Linked DNA regions of Danio rerio: region 2 is linked to region 1. The links are chromatin contacts, called in public Micro-C maps. All regions are on one chromosome and are shown on one strand. The core of a region is the stretch at or near the end of the contact, and the rest is flanking DNA. Distances in the headings are between cores, read along the strand shown.

The links. Hi-C and Micro-C count contacts between places; a contact is called where the count stands out from the background.
Region 2: a Micro-C map of caudal fin shows a contact between it and region 1, with 8 times the contacts expected there. The contact joins the promoter of sugct here to the promoter of inhbaa in region 1. A contact is called at or near these places in 4 of 18 Hi-C or Micro-C datasets (caudal fin, embryo and an unstated tissue) and 1 of 4 datasets of contacts at active chromatin or transcription factors (caudal fin).

The regions. Positions count from the first base shown.
Region 1 is chr24:3,231,008-3,235,018 of GRCz12tu, forward strand. It overlaps inhbaa (inhibin subunit beta Aa), which reads left to right and starts at 1,387. Exons shown (of 2, transcript NM_001362254.1): 1 at 1,387-2,175. The coding sequence starts at 1,761. It also overlaps a transcript of sugct not described here.
Region 2 is chr24:3,486,060-3,490,202 of GRCz12tu, forward strand. It overlaps sugct (succinyl-CoA:glutarate-CoA transferase), which reads right to left and starts at 1,937. Exons shown (of 14, transcript NM_001430886.1): 1 at 1,776-1,937; 2 at 1,091-1,142; 3 at 907-980. The coding sequence starts at 1,893.

The sequences.
Region 1 (4,011 bases), core at 137-2,636:
AATGAATAATTTGCTCTATGCAATGAGCAAGTCTCACCACAAGAGGGACTCCTAACAATAATATGCTGAAGTGATACAAACTCCATGCCAGAGAAAAGACTACGGTAACCCCACCTCAAACCTAATGATACATTCAAACAGAGTTCAACAACTTCTAAACTAAAGCTGCAAAGTAAATAGACGAATGAATCCTTAAGGAAAAAGAAAGACGAACTCAAGACCGATAGATCCCTCAGGCTGAAATATGACAAAACCAGAAGCTGACTGTGCCAAAGCAGACTGCAGACACTGACCTCAGTCAGCATCACGGAGGAAGGTGAGTCTCCTGAATCAGAACTTTGAGTAATCCCACACTGATCATCATCATCATCATCTTATATGGTAAAAATATCTACTGAACCCACAGCACGCGGTGACTCGTACGACTGCGGGATCCCTCATTCATGTTTTGTCTGATATGCAGACGAACGACCCACGCATGCCCTCAACCCAGCCCGATGATGTCACAACCCAGCTGCCTGTCTAGCTAAGAACTCCAGACACATCTGTATTCCGCCAATTAAACAGGAAGTCAGCCTCCCGGGCACTTCCTGGTGAATCTGCTCACAACATGTGTTGCAGCGGCAAGGGGAAGAATGGAATAGTGAACATGCACTTCTTTAACGTGACGTCAGAACCATCAGTCTTGAAACATTGAGTGACAATCCCCAGTTGACCAGAAAGGGAACTCTTGTGTTACCTCATATTTCTTAAGAACTTCAACATACTTCAGGGTTGATCACTTGCCAAACTTAATATAAATATATCTGGTGAGCTCCAGTGTCTTCGATCGGTTTAAAATGTATAAAGGGAAACATTACAGCACTTGAAAAGACAATTTACCCACTGTTTACTCTCCTTTGTGTTGTTAGAAACTTTTACGACGCAAAAGAAGATGAGCTGAAAACCTGCAACCGTTTTAATCCACAGTGGACATATTCAAAACATCACTCGAGTAAACATTCTTCAAAACATCTTCTTTTGTGTTCAACAAGAGAAAGAGAGTCAAAGATGCGAACGGAGTGAAGCATGAGTAATCGATGACAGAGTTTTGGCTGAACTCTCTCTTAAACAGCAAATCACTTGTCATGACTGAAGCAAATTCAACTACGTGGTCCATAAAAAAACCCTCCAGGGGGAAAGTTACTCTGCCCTACAAATAGAACAATTAGAAAATAAATAAAAAGGAAACGTAAAGAGAGGGAGGGAGCAAGAAAGAGGGGAGGGAGGGGAGGGGAGGGAAGTATAATTACTGTGTAAGAGGGAAACTAGAGAGACAAGGGAGCAACAGCCAGCGAGAGAGTCCAGCCCTCTTCAACAAAACCATTCAACTCCTGCACAGTGAGCAGTCCCAGACCTCTTACGAGCGCACCGCTTCCCTGGGGCACATCCAGAAGCCGACTGCCCATCCCATACAAACTTCCCGTGGACCTGGAGAGGGAGAAATCCACTGACAGAACTATTCCTACTTGTCGACCAGCATCTCTTCTCGCATCTCGCCAGCAAGGATTACTCTTTTTCCTGACTTTTCTTCCCCCCCTTTACCAGTTCTTACTTTTTTTGAGTCCTCTAAGATTGCACTCGCGCACAGGCAGACGGACTTTACTGCCAGCTGTTGGCGACTGACCGGATTCCAGTCTTACTTTGAAAGGAACTTTTTAAACTAAGTTTTTGTTTTACTGCGAGCGGTGCAGCTTTCTTCAGACACCTTTTATTTAAGGATGTCCCCTCTGCCTCTACTGAGCGGGATCCTCCTGCTGCTAATCCGGTCCTGCTCCCTGAGCGCCATGGTCACCAAAGGGAGCCTGCCGATGTCCGAGCAGCAGGCGGGCGCCACGGTGTGTCCATCCTGCGCGCTGGCACGGTTTCGAAAAGGCGTTTCGGAGAGCGAGGACGAGGGAGCCCAGCAAGATGTGGTGGAGGCAGTGAAGAGGCACATACTTAACATGCTGCACCTGCAAGAGCGACCCAACATCACACACCCGGTGCCTCGTGCGGCGCTCCTCAACGCCATCCGTAAGGTACACGTGGGACGGGTGGCCAAGGACGGCAGCGTCCTGATTGAGGACGAGGCCAGCAACCGCGCCGAGACCGAACAGGCAGAACAGACGGAGATCATCACGTTCGCTGAAACCGGTGAGTCCAAATTTTTGACTAGAGGGCGACCTTAGTCGTTAAATACCTTCATCTGTTCAGTCGTCCCTCGGGGGATGAAACGGGAGAGCTTGGTTTGTAAAGCTGTTTAACTTAATATGAGCGTTCAGGGAAACCTGTTGCCGCTGAACAAAGTCAGCTACGCTGCGGCAATTCGCTCCCCCCTCTCGAGGCTCCTCAAACCTCCCGCTGCTTTTAAAGAATCGGTAATTATCAGTGAGGGCCCCCCCCCAGGCTTCCAGCCGTAAGCTCCGCACAGGAGCACCTCTCCGGGGACTCTCTATGTAGCTTCCCTATGTGACTGAAGAGGGTTGAGAGAAAGAGAGATAAAAAAAAAATCATAACACAGAAGAATAGAAAAGGACTTCTCCATAATATGGGAGGGAAAAAAAGGCTGTTCGGTTACTGCCTTTGTGTCGGGTTTCAAAGGCAGTTGAAATAGCATTGTCGGCTGCAGTGAGAGCTGTTCAAAGGTGCTGTCAAGCCCGTGATGTGAGGAGAGATTGGGTTCTTCTCTGAGTCATACAGCTCAAACGGGTCATGAGTGACACGGAGCCGCGGCGTGCCGCTGGAGCTCTCAACAGATGTGTCAGACCTAAAAAGCAGCAAGCCGAGCCATTGGATTGCTCGTCTGAAAGATGAATGTTTCATGATTTCAGGGAGCTGGGACTAACACTGCGGCCTGCTGGAGGAAATGCTTGGAGTTTATATGAACATGAGTTCGGTTTCATACGTTTCTGAAAACGCAGTATAGGTATATGATGTCAGGTGAGCTAGGAAAATAAAATCTGTCAAGACACGATGACGCATAAAATAAGCCACTCGCTCAAACTCAGAGTTTTGAAACTTTGGATTTCCCACAACAAGGAGATGCTTTATGCAGGATTCACACTTGTGTTTAGTCTCGGTGAATTTGCATTTCCCCCACTTTAAAAGCATTTTAAAATCTGCACCGAACACGTGATAATCTGCATTAACTACTGACATTTCCGTTACGTTATACGATCTTACTCACTTCCACATCTGGAAATCCCAGATTTTAAATTTTTTTGATATTTCCAACTTTTTCATGACCGTGAGAACTCTGTTTATGAGAACCATTCCCTGATAATCTTCCGGAGCCAGACTCCAGCTCGTCACATTATAAAACAAGTTCAGATCATGCTGAAGCGATGACAAAAACTTTGTCATGAGGCTCAGAACTAAATCTGCTAGTAATCAAAACTATATCAAACTTTGATCACGTGGAATGTAACAGCAAGTATTTATTCTTTCAACATAAGACTCATCTATTTGTTTTCAACGGACACTTGATTTATTGACTGAGGGGAGAGGGACCGTCTCTCAGGATGAATGAATAAATCAGGCCTTAACAGGAATTACACGCTTTCGTTCAACTGCTCACGGTGCAAAACGTCAGATTACTGACCAGCACTGGCACAAACCAAACGCATGGCGCATCATAGCTCACTTTCTGAGGTCAGACTTGTTAACCCTTTGACTGCCCGCTCTGCCGGATGGTTGACCGTGTTTTGACTGTTTTAAATGATGACTGTTAAAGTCATTTAAAGAATGACTGTTGTGAATAATTGCATTGTTGGTTTAGGAAAAAAAATCTAACAAACATAATCCTGTTACTTGGTTACCTTTTACTACACTTGATTTTGGTTTGATTGTAAAACAAACAAACAAGAAAGCATGTTAACTCAGAATCTGAAGTATTTTATTTTACCTCTAAAAAATAAGATGATTTAGTATACAGAAATGTTTTATTTTTAATAATTTTTTAAAATAAATCGGTCTTACGCTTCCAATTTT
Region 2 (4,143 bases), core at 687-3,186, 260 kb after region 1:
GATAGATAGATAGATAGATAGATAGATAGATAGATAGATAGATAGATAGATAGATAGATAGATAGATAGATAGATAGATAGAGCAAATTAGCCTAAATGCAGGTGTCTTCTGTGATGTTACAGTCTTTCAATTTTTGTGATAATAAAATGTGACATATGTATTTATTTTTTATTTACTATGGTGGCAGATTACTCTAAAGACCACCACAAAATTCTCAGTTTCTCTGGATATACTACAAGTAAAATAAAATGAAATAATATAAAATAAAATTTCTTCCTATTTAAAAAAAAATGAATTTATTTATGTATTTACTTATTTAGGAAAAATTAGTCAGAATAACAAATGTTTTCAGTATTTTTGTAATTGAAAAACAGATTTTCCAAACAAATAACAAATAGTAATAATTATTAATAATAATAATAAACAATATATTTATATGTAGACAGACAGACAGACTAAATAAAATAGAATAAAATAAATTTAAATAAATAAATAAATGTGAGCAAAAATACTAGCATATTTTGGGAATGACAACCTCCTCTAAAGCTAAAGCTCAAGGCATAACAGTTATATGTGACATTAAAATTAGAATTTTTATTGTATAAACATTGAAAGTAAATTAGCCTAAATGCAGATGTCTACTTTAATAAAATAGAAAGTTTTCTACCTGATTTGAAATGAAAAAGAATATTGAAATGATGTATTTAATTATTTATTTTAGTTGAAAAGGTTAAAGTATAAAACTATAATAAAAGTTTTCAGTTTTTTTGTGATTGAAAAACAGTTAGTCCACCAAATTCTGATTTGATTCTGAAGTAAATCATGGTTATTGTGGCGTCAAAAAAATATTACAAATAAAATAAATAAAAATACATTTAATAACTTTACCACAATGTTGCACATACCTGGTCGCTCAACCTTGATCACTTCTGCTCCTAAATCTCCCAATATCATAGTAGCAAAAGGTCCAGCCAAAACCCTGCATAAAAACCATAAAGCAAAAAAAAATATATATATAAATATTCACTATCAAATAACATATTTTTTCTATATTTAATGGCGAATTTGATATGAATGAGGGACTCCTACCTTGTCAGATCTAAGACTTTAACGCCATCTAGTGGTCTGATCCGACCTTCACCTGCATTCAAGGAGAAATTCATTTAGTGTAAAGTAATATTTACACCCTTAACAATCATTTAACCAATTTCAATTGTATTCTGAGAAATTATTTTATTTAAATCTAAGCTACAACTATATAATAATCCCATTTAAAAACAGCACCAAAGCTAAATTCATCACTTGGATCAATGTTCAACTTGATTATATGATTAACAAAACACTGAAATCATACGTTATCTGACTTGTCAAAGGGCAAATGGGTTAACAAGTAACTTCTTAATCCTTTAAGAATTTAGTAAGAAACTAAATTTACTTGTTTATTATATATATTTAAGTTATATACTGCATATGCATGTGTGTTTGTGTGTATACGTATAAAAGATAATCAAACAGGTGTGCAGTCACAACATCTTGCTAATTGCTAAATATCATCTACTGTCTCCTATGGAAAACAACAATGTCTCCATCAACGTATGTCATCAACTGAAGTGCTAAAATGTCAAAGTAAGCAGTTGTACACCCGTTTTTCGAGTATTAAAACATTCCTGCACACTGATGATACTGTATTATTATCATCATCATCATCAGTCCGCACTCGTGTCGTGTGCGCGTGCACTGTTAGCGGGATAATGGACAGTTGAAAACATGCTACCTTGCAGCTTTGAAGTGAATGGTCGTCTTACATTCACACAGTTCGTCTTATTCGCTTGTAGAAACTGTGATGTTTTGCTTAGATGAGATAAAACTCTGATAACAGCGCTTCCCGACATGTTGACTCAAGGTTTACGCAAGCGACGTCAGTTTAAGCCGCGCCCCCTCTGCGCGTTCACAAGAGTCTTTGCAGATTTTTTTTTTTCATATTCGCACAGCGGGTTAGCTCGAAGAAAATATTTGGTTCGACATATTTGACAGCTTATAAACTGTTGTTAATGACTGAAATAAAAATAAAATAAATGACATGAGTTTTATTTTCCTTCGGCCGATTTTGCGTTTGAAAATTAGGATGGATTTTTTCTTTCATAATATGCATTTTTGTACTGTCTGTTTTGTTTGCTGTAACCTGATATACTAATGGAAATCCACCATAAAAATCTGGAGGAAAAATTAATCCGAATCACCGATAATCGTAAACGCCTGATTGGGTAGTAGTTATGACTCATTATCATACTTCCCCGGTTCAGTGATTACATTTAGAATTGCAAACATGTCATGTATTACAAAATTTCTAAAATATTTATGTTTAAATATACAAATGAGGCATGTTAATGGTTATAATGAATTATACTGATAATAATAATAATAATAATAATAATAATATCTTATTATTTATTAAAACGATATTATTATTATTATTATTATTATTATTATTATTATTATTATTATTATTATTATTATTATTATTATTATTATTATTATTTTAAAAGACATGCACACACTTTCTTACATTTATAGCACAAAAATCTCATCATTACATCCAGTTCAAAATTGTTGTTTCTTTGGACCCATTAAAGAGACAGTTATGGGAATACTTAACATTTAGATAGAAAATATTGCACAAAGACAGAAGAATAATGACAATTATAATGTTCACTGTTAAATAGATGATAATGTTGTATTATAACTGAAATCTACAAAAAAATAAAACAGCTAAAATGCGATACAGGAAACTGCTAGAATTGTATTTGGGGTGTTTTTTCCATTAGTCTGAAGTCTAAAAGCCTAAAATCATTGCACTGACAAGTGCATCAAAAAACTTGCAGTATCTCGCGATAATATAGTCTAATATGATATATTCAATTATATTTAATTACATTTTATTTAATTAATTTTATTTATTATATTATTATTTATGTATTGAGGTGGCGCAGTGGGTAGCATGTTCGCTTCAAAGTAAGAACGTCACTGGTTCGAGCCTCGGCTGTACAAGTGTACAATATCTGTGTAAATGAGAGTGTTTGGGTGTTTCCCAGTAATGGGTTGCAGCTGGAAGGGCATCCACTGTGTAAAACATACGCTGGATAAGTTGGTGGTTCCCCTGAATGTGGCGACCCCTGATGAATAAAGGGACTAAGCCGAAGGAAAATGAATGAATGAATGAATATCAAATGCAGATTTATTATATTACAATACAGCGCTCGGCATAAGTTTACCCCTCACAGATCAATATTTTAAATTCATATTTTCAATATGAAGCTATACAATATTATATCTGTGCTTATATATTAGATTAGTCAAAACCCAAATCTGGAGCTTATCTATCAGAATAACTTACGTTAACAGTCCAAAAACAAGTACAGCCAAATTTGAGTTATATAAAACTATTAAATACACATTTTAAAAAGAGGAAAAATCAAGAGAAGCAAAAAAAAAAAAGAAAAAAAAATTGTAGTTTGTAATTTATTTGCAATGTTTTACTTGAATTGAATTGTTTATTTTTCAACTTCTAAATTTGTTTGTTTGGTGAGTCTGGTGACTACAATATTATTTTAATAAATATATCTGTTTAATAAATCTGTTTTGTTAAAATGCAAATGTCAAAACACATAGCCTATATTCACTGAGAAATGGAGAAAAATATTCATTTTCTAAATGGAGAGTACTCAATTATGCTGAGCACTGTATATCTTATTACAGCACAAATCCATATAGTGTCTTTTTCTGGTTTACAAAAAGACGTCATGACATCCTTTATCTACATGTAATACAAAGTTTGTGTCAGTAAATAAATACCTTAACGCCAATAAATTTATTAATTTTATAGTCAATCAAAATCAAAACTACTCTGACCAGCAGGGGGCAGAGGTGACCAATACAGCTCTATTCTATTCTATTCTATTCTATTCTATTCTATTCTATTCTATTCTATTCTATTCTATTCTATTCTATCCTATTCTAAAGCTTTGGTGACTCAATATTTTCTGCATTTTTTATGTTACAGTTATTATATAATGTATTTATATAATGTTTTTAAAACAGAAAGACAGTCCTAATATCTTCTGCAACTAAAGGATTACTAGTAA